Linked DNA regions of Anas platyrhynchos: region 1 is linked to region 2. Evidence: chromatin contacts called from public Hi-C data. All regions are on one chromosome and are shown on one strand. The core of a region is the stretch at or near the end of the contact, and the rest is flanking DNA. Distances in the headings are between cores, read along the strand shown. Region 1 overlaps DIP2C (disco interacting protein 2 homolog C). Region 2 has its middle 17 kb from the start of DIP2C.

Evidence for each region. Hi-C and Micro-C count contacts between places; a contact is called where the count stands out from the background.
Region 1: a Hi-C map of liver shows a contact between it and region 2, with 3 times the contacts expected there. The contact joins two enhancer-like sites. A contact is called at or near these places in 4 of 8 Hi-C or Micro-C datasets (F1 follicle, liver, skeletal muscle and 1 more).

What each region holds. Positions count from the first base shown.
Region 1 is chr2:148,939,550-148,943,099 of IASCAAS_PekinDuck_T2T, reverse strand. All of the region lies in intron 4 of DIP2C (disco interacting protein 2 homolog C), which reads right to left. Among named protein-coding and RNA genes, the nearest start is that of DIP2C, 180 kb to the right of the region's middle. Within about 2 kb of position 1,784, at least 2 of the 8 cell types and tissues checked have an H3K27ac peak or open chromatin away from gene starts, as enhancers often do.
Region 2 is chr2:148,738,742-148,741,941 of IASCAAS_PekinDuck_T2T, reverse strand. No RefSeq gene overlaps it. Among named protein-coding and RNA genes, the nearest start is that of DIP2C, 17 kb to the left of the region's middle. Within about 2 kb of position 1,546, at least 1 of the 8 cell types and tissues checked has an H3K27ac peak or open chromatin away from gene starts, as enhancers often do.

The sequences.
Region 1 (3,550 bases), core at 535-3,034, 200 kb before region 2:
TTTCACTTTTTCCTTTTCAGTTCTAGAAAGACTACAGAGCGAGATCTCGAATACCCTCTCAAAAATGCAAATATAAACTACCCATATATTTCAGAATCACCGTGAGGTAAGCTGTAAACATGCAAAATGTCAGCAACCTTTGTTATAGGTCATACACACACTTACCTCATGGTCAGTGAGGACAAGCACGTGGTAAGGCATGTATCGAGGCTGACAGAGCAGAGCAGCTCAGCTACCCAGGGTCTTCTGCCAACTCCTCTCCTAGGACCAGGGTCTACAGGGAACGTTGTTCATTGCTAGCTCCCGTACTTCAAATGCCCCCCAAACTGATCTTGGGACGATTTGTTTTGAGGTTTAATGATCTCATGCTCAGCATAAGCTGTTCAGCCTTTTCCCTGTTGAAGCACAGTGTGGGAAAGGTGGCTCAGGAATGTGAGCTGGGACAGAGCTGTAGTTGGGATGCATTTGTTTTGGCAATATCTCCCCAACTCTCCTATATTAAGATGTCTTTTAAAAGAAGTGCTGAGTGAGCTTGGAAAATGAACTGTTCTCTGCAGTGGTGGGATCTCTGGGGCAGGGGTTGGCAGTCCTCCAAGAACGATGCACTTTTTCTTTCTCATCTTCAGAGGTTAAATGTATGGGGGAAAATTCACCACCAGTGAGTGGAAGAAGGGAGATCCTCGCTCCCAAGAGTCAGGGTACCACAACCACCTCCCCAGCAGTATCGTTCCCCTATGAGACCAGCTGAGAGGTGCTATTTCACGTATGGTCTTTCTCAAAACGCTCTGTTTCTCAGCTCCCAGCCCTGTGCTCATCCTCTGTGTGCCTTTTAAGCTCTGTCCATGTGGTGCATGTAGCACATGTGCTCTCGTTTGCTGGTCTTTGCTCCAGGATAACGTGCACCATGAGACACAGGAGCGGTGCAATTTCACCTCCACTCCTACTTCCCACACCATTTCTGACAGCTGCAAAAATCAGTTCTCACTGCTCTCATTTTTCTTCAGCGCTAAAGTTCCTCTGGGTGATGCAAAACACTGGCCATCTTCAAGGCCTCTTAGAGACCCCACGAGAAACGAGGGACTTCATAAACTCAGCCCAACCCATCTGCCATATTCCCATCTCATCAGAGGAGAATTCTACAGCAGAAATCAGAGAGCCAAGAGAGGCTATCTCATTCCTCACACATACATGTGCATTTGAACATACTACATAGCATTCTTTATCACTTAATGACAAAAATTTTAAATTTCTAATTTTTATTGCTGCATACCTTTGTGTGCTGATGTCTTTTTTTTTCTGTTTTTTTTTTTTTTTTCTTTCCTTGACCAACGACAGCTATGGACACTGTGAAAGACAGGTTCTGGCACACAGGGAAGTGGCTGGTTTTCAGCATTGGGATGGAGAACTGAGGATTTTTGTTCTGGCACAATCCAAAGGCCACAGGGACGTCCTTTGGAAAAATGAAGTTGTTAAGGACCTGACTGCTCTTTCTCCATGTATTGAACACCCAGCTGAGGGAAGATAACATACTTGTTCTCTGGAGAGGATTTAAAATAGGTGCTGAAGGTCTCTGCAAGAGAGCTGTTCCCTGAACCATGCCAGCCATGACTGGCTGGAAAACGCAGAACTGATGGAGATTTCTCGCAATCAAGAAAAGCTTTTCTGGTTGAGAGGATCTGCCCAGTTTAATTATGGGGTATTTCACTATGAACTGCCACCGCAGCACATGCTGCTGTACTGAGCTGCAGCCTTTATGTGGCAGTAGAGCCAAGCTCTGCTTCAAGCAGCACAGAAAGTCACAGACACTGGGTCAAACTCAAGTAGCAGTATTAATTCAGTGCTACGCTGTGGATAGCTTACAGATCACCACTTTCAGCAGTAGGTCAGCAAGACCATTCCTCTATGAGCAAGATGGCCTGATTGATGGCTCTTAAATAATGGTGGCAGCAGCTCCAGTTCCTCCTGTGAGAGAGTGCAGTGTTAGAAGGAGCAGGTCAGCCAATGTTAACCAAGGAACAAACAAGTCTCTGATGACTCTAAGGTGGGCATGTAGAGCCAACGTCCTCCATAAAGCTCAGTGCAGTACTGAGTTAGCAGAGTTCATTTACACAGTGGTATCTTACATGGTAAGACCATGACAGTCAAGCCATTGAGGTTTCCCACTTGTTTACTCCCTGTTACAATTCCTCCTTCCTTATCTCAGCATACCATACCAAACCCATGGATATGCAGCTTCCAAAAGAAGCTGAGAAACTTTGTTTCTGAACTGCTTCAAGGAAATGAAGCTGTAGGTGTAACTGTGGCTACATCTACAGGGCCATTCCTAACTCAGCATTCTTCATACACTGGGGAGGTGCTGGCCTCTTCTCCCTGATAACCAGCGACAGGATGTGTGGGAACAGCACAAAGCTGCACCAGGAGAGGTTCAGACTGGGCATTTGGAAAAATTTATTCACCAAGAGGGTGGTCTGACACTGGAACAGGCTTCCTGGAGAGGTGGTTGATGCCCCAAGCCTGTCAGTGTTCAAGAGGCATTTGGATAATGCCCTCATTAATATGCTTTAACTTTGGTTAGCCCTGAAGTAGTGAGACAGTTGGACTTGAAGATCTTTGAAGGTCCCTTCCAGCTGAACTATTCTATTTCTATTCTGTTTCTAAATCTGTGTCTGATTTTGCAGAGTCACGTAACTTGAGCCAGATCAAGCCAGAAGCCTACATCTATCCTGCAGATAGAGGCAGAAGTCAAGAACAAGTCAATTTTCCCTTGACTGTTTTTTCTCATCTGAAAAGCCACTGGCCAGAAAAGCCTTTTGGCAAAAATTAGTGATCCAACCTACGTGAACGTTTGGCTTCAGTGCCAGCTTGAGCCCCCAGGTAGTGTTATAGTACAGGCGTGGGCTAAGGAACAGCAGCTGCTAAGAGGAAAACATCGCCATGTTCTACGTTTGGCAAACCTTTTCAAACACTGTTTCTGAGTGAGTAAATAGTGATTTTTTTTTATTTAGTAGTAAACAAAAAATCTTTTAAAAATAACATCGGCTAAACTAGTTGCTGTGTTTGTATAAAGTAAATAATATAGCTGAACCCTGCACTGATTTAATTACTGAACTTATGGCATTATCTATTTCTTTAGACATCTGGGAAATGATCAAAGAAGATGGCATCCCAGAACATAATGATTTCAGTATCACTTCCATATATAAAGAAGGAGCAAGGAATTTTTAAAACTATCTGGTTTTAAGGAATTAGACTACATTCCCAACGTAGGTTGAATTCTAAAATCAAATTATCTTAAAACACAGAATGTGCTATGAACATTTACCAAAAACATAGCTTCCATAAAGTCAGAGTCAATTTTATTTAGAATGGAAAAATCATAGAAACCAGGTTTTCAAAATTATACTGCTAAAAATTCTGTTACAACATTAATGAAATAATAATAATAAAAAAGACTGAAATGGGAAAATAGGTAGGGATTTAAAATGTCACAGTCTGACATTTTCCATAATAAGAGAGCATAAGTTGAAGGTGATATTAGTGGCAGCAATGA
Region 2 (3,200 bases), core at 297-2,796:
TGGTGCTCCATCAGCCAGGTGCCCATAGGCAAATGTTAAATAGCCACGTCGCTCCTGGTAGTTCTCTTGGGCTTCCTATTCTCAGACCTGTCAGAATTAAGAAAAGAAGGACTCTCGGGAGTCTTTTCCCAAAAAAAAAAACAAGGAAAATATTATTGCTGCTTACACCGTACAGCAGTGAGTCTTCTTTGGGAATACTGCAAAGTGAGGCCAGTGCTGAGGAGACTCGCAGAGCTTCGCTTGTTTAGTCTGGCAAGAAGGCTGAGGGGGATATGATTACCATTAAATATGATGTGGGGTTAACATCAAGAAAGGAGGAGAGCTATTTACACTAAAGAGTGATACTGGCACACAGTCAAATGGGTATAAACTGATCGTGAATACATTTGGCATTGGTTTTAGGAGAAGGAGCCTGCTCCCCTGGAGCAGTGAAGCCTTTAATCAGAACAGTGGGGGGCAAAAAATATAGATAGATTTTAGAAAGAGTACTGCGTATTTATGGGGGGTATCTTATCCTGCAGTGCTGCCATGGCAGGGGAGTGAATTCAGTGACCTAGGAGGACCACTCAGTCCCATTTCCATGTCCCTCACAGTCTTTGTCAGAAAAGTGAATTGATAACAACATTGACACTAAAATCACCCTTCAGAAACCATATTCTGAGTCCGCAGCCTATTGAGCTGAAAGGTGGGAGACGGGGAGGGAGTTCATCTTTCATACTGCCATTGATTTAGTATCTCGGCTCATAGCAGAGAATAGCACCAGTTTGCACTCAGCTCACACTTGAATTTTTTTTTTTTTTCTCTTCAAACACAGAGTCTAGAAATGATTTTGTTCAAAATTCAAAGCCCAGATTCTGCAGATGTTCAAGAATCTTTGATGGGAATAGGGGAGGGACTCCTGATTCATCAGTGATTGAACCAAAGTGTATTTGAGTAGGATATTATTCATTCATTATAAAAGATAATAGAAGCAGGAACACCAACAGTAGCTTTTCTCCTTCATTTCATAGTACTCAGAAAGCAATGATGTGTCCCATTCAGATCTTGGATTTGTCAAGTGGCAGTATCAGCTCTGCATAAAGTCTTTTTCTGAACCACTTTTGACGAGAATTGGATATATAATTTTAGAGAGCCAGTCTAAGAGATTATCATGTATCACTCTTCATGCAATTTCTGGTTGGGAAATTGAGAAGATTGTTTTCCTGGCAGCCCAATTTTTCCTTTCCTCCTCCTATTTTTTTTTCCTAAACTGTTTCATGCTTTAAGAATCAATTTAGGATAATAGAGTATTTTCCTTTTTATTTTCTCCTTTCATGCTACTTTAAGGGAATCTACCATTCAGTATTAAAAGGAAAATATTCTAGCAAAACTTGAGATTGCAGCTCCTTGATAATTATATTCAATGTGCAGAAATGTTGAAGTCTTTCATGGGATCTTCCCTATCAATTTGCTCCTTTTAATGTAACATCCCATGAGTCAGGCCTTTACGTAACCCTATTTACCAATAGCTGCAGAATCATTTATACAAAGAGGAATGCAGTAAGTGCTTTCATTTGTCATCAAAGTATTGAATTCCACATGTGGCTAGTGTGGGAGCCTACACAGTTGAACTAAAGACACCTTTTGCAGTTGCACCATCACATACTAATTATTTCTTTTCCTATTTCCACATAGAAGGCTAGAAAAAATAATTTGTGTTGTGTTGTAATTCAAGGCAGATGATTATGAATTAGCTCACATGAGAAAGGCTGATTTTTCATTGAAGGAAAAGGGTATTGTTTGCCTCATCAGCTCATTTTTTGGAGACATTAATTATTAAACTTTGCCGGTCCTATTCATAAGAGGACATCTGAATCTTCCCTCATACAGTTGCAAATGACGAGTTAGAAAAAAACAGCTTTACTCCAGTTCAGCTCATATGGCTGAGCATTGGTAACTGTGCTGGCTAATTAGATATAAATGGCAATCAATTGATTGAAGTTACAGCAAAACCACAAATTCTTGTTTAGACAAATCCTGGTCAGCCTTGTTTGCTTCGCACATCACGCAAATGCTCTCATCCCTGCAAAGGGATGTTAGACTCCTTGCATAGGTGAAATGTTTATAAAAGAGGTGAATATGAGGAAGAGGGCCCGTGGCTAACCTGCTGTGGTTACAGCACCAGCTCATGGGAACGTGTATGTCTGCATCACAGCTGATAAAATATCATCCACGGGCCCTGTTTTTCCTCTCCGCGGGCAGCTGTCATGGGAATTTCTCCCTCCTCTCTCTGCCACTGCTCAGTGGAGGCTTGTTCTTGCCCGTGGCAGGGAAAGGCACAGTGGTACAACCTCAGGGACCTGCACGCTGCTGGGGTGTTACTCACAGACCCATGCAGATGATGTTTCTTGCAGAGTAACAGCCATTTGTGAAAGATTATTTAAATTAGGAAATGAAGAACGATGCCGTTGATGAATGTTGGCAAGATTTATGTTTAGATCCACTGCTGGGTGCCAACATCAGGGTAGTGGCAAAGACAGCACTGATACCTTCAGAGGAGGCAAGGCACAATACGTGGGAAGAAGGAGGTAAAGCCAGCGGCCATGGACAGTTTGCAAGGAGTACGCAGAATTCACTCTCAGAGCACATTCACTGGATCGAAGAAAACTGACAAATTATGAAATTAGTGGGACGTTTCCACAGTTACAGAAAGGAATTTAATATCACCTATATCCTGGGCAAATGCTCCATTCAGTGCATTACTGGCTATAATGAGAACTGCCTCCTCTTTGAGGAAAAGAAAAACATATTTGCAATCTTTTTCTTTTTTTTTTTCTTCTTTTTTTTTTTTTTTCAGTGCCTAGTCCTTACTTTTTCCTGGAGGGGACTCAGAACTAGAAAGCGCAAAAAGCTGAAGAAGGTACAAAAAAACCTTAAATTACACATTTATCTCACCTTAGTGCTCGTATCTCCTGCCGTAGGTACCTGGGTGTCACCCAGCTCCCACCTGCAGGTAGGAAACATCTCCGGTCTGTTAGTTGGTACCAGCCAGGCACAGCTGCAACCAGCATGCTCACACCTCCTTTTTTTAGATATAGACCTCAGATACTATTGTGGTGAACATAAGAAGACTAATGAGGAAATTTCCTATCTAATAATCCTTTTTTTTTTAGAGCAGAATATAAACTCCTTGCAGTACATAACACATAGGACCATTCTTG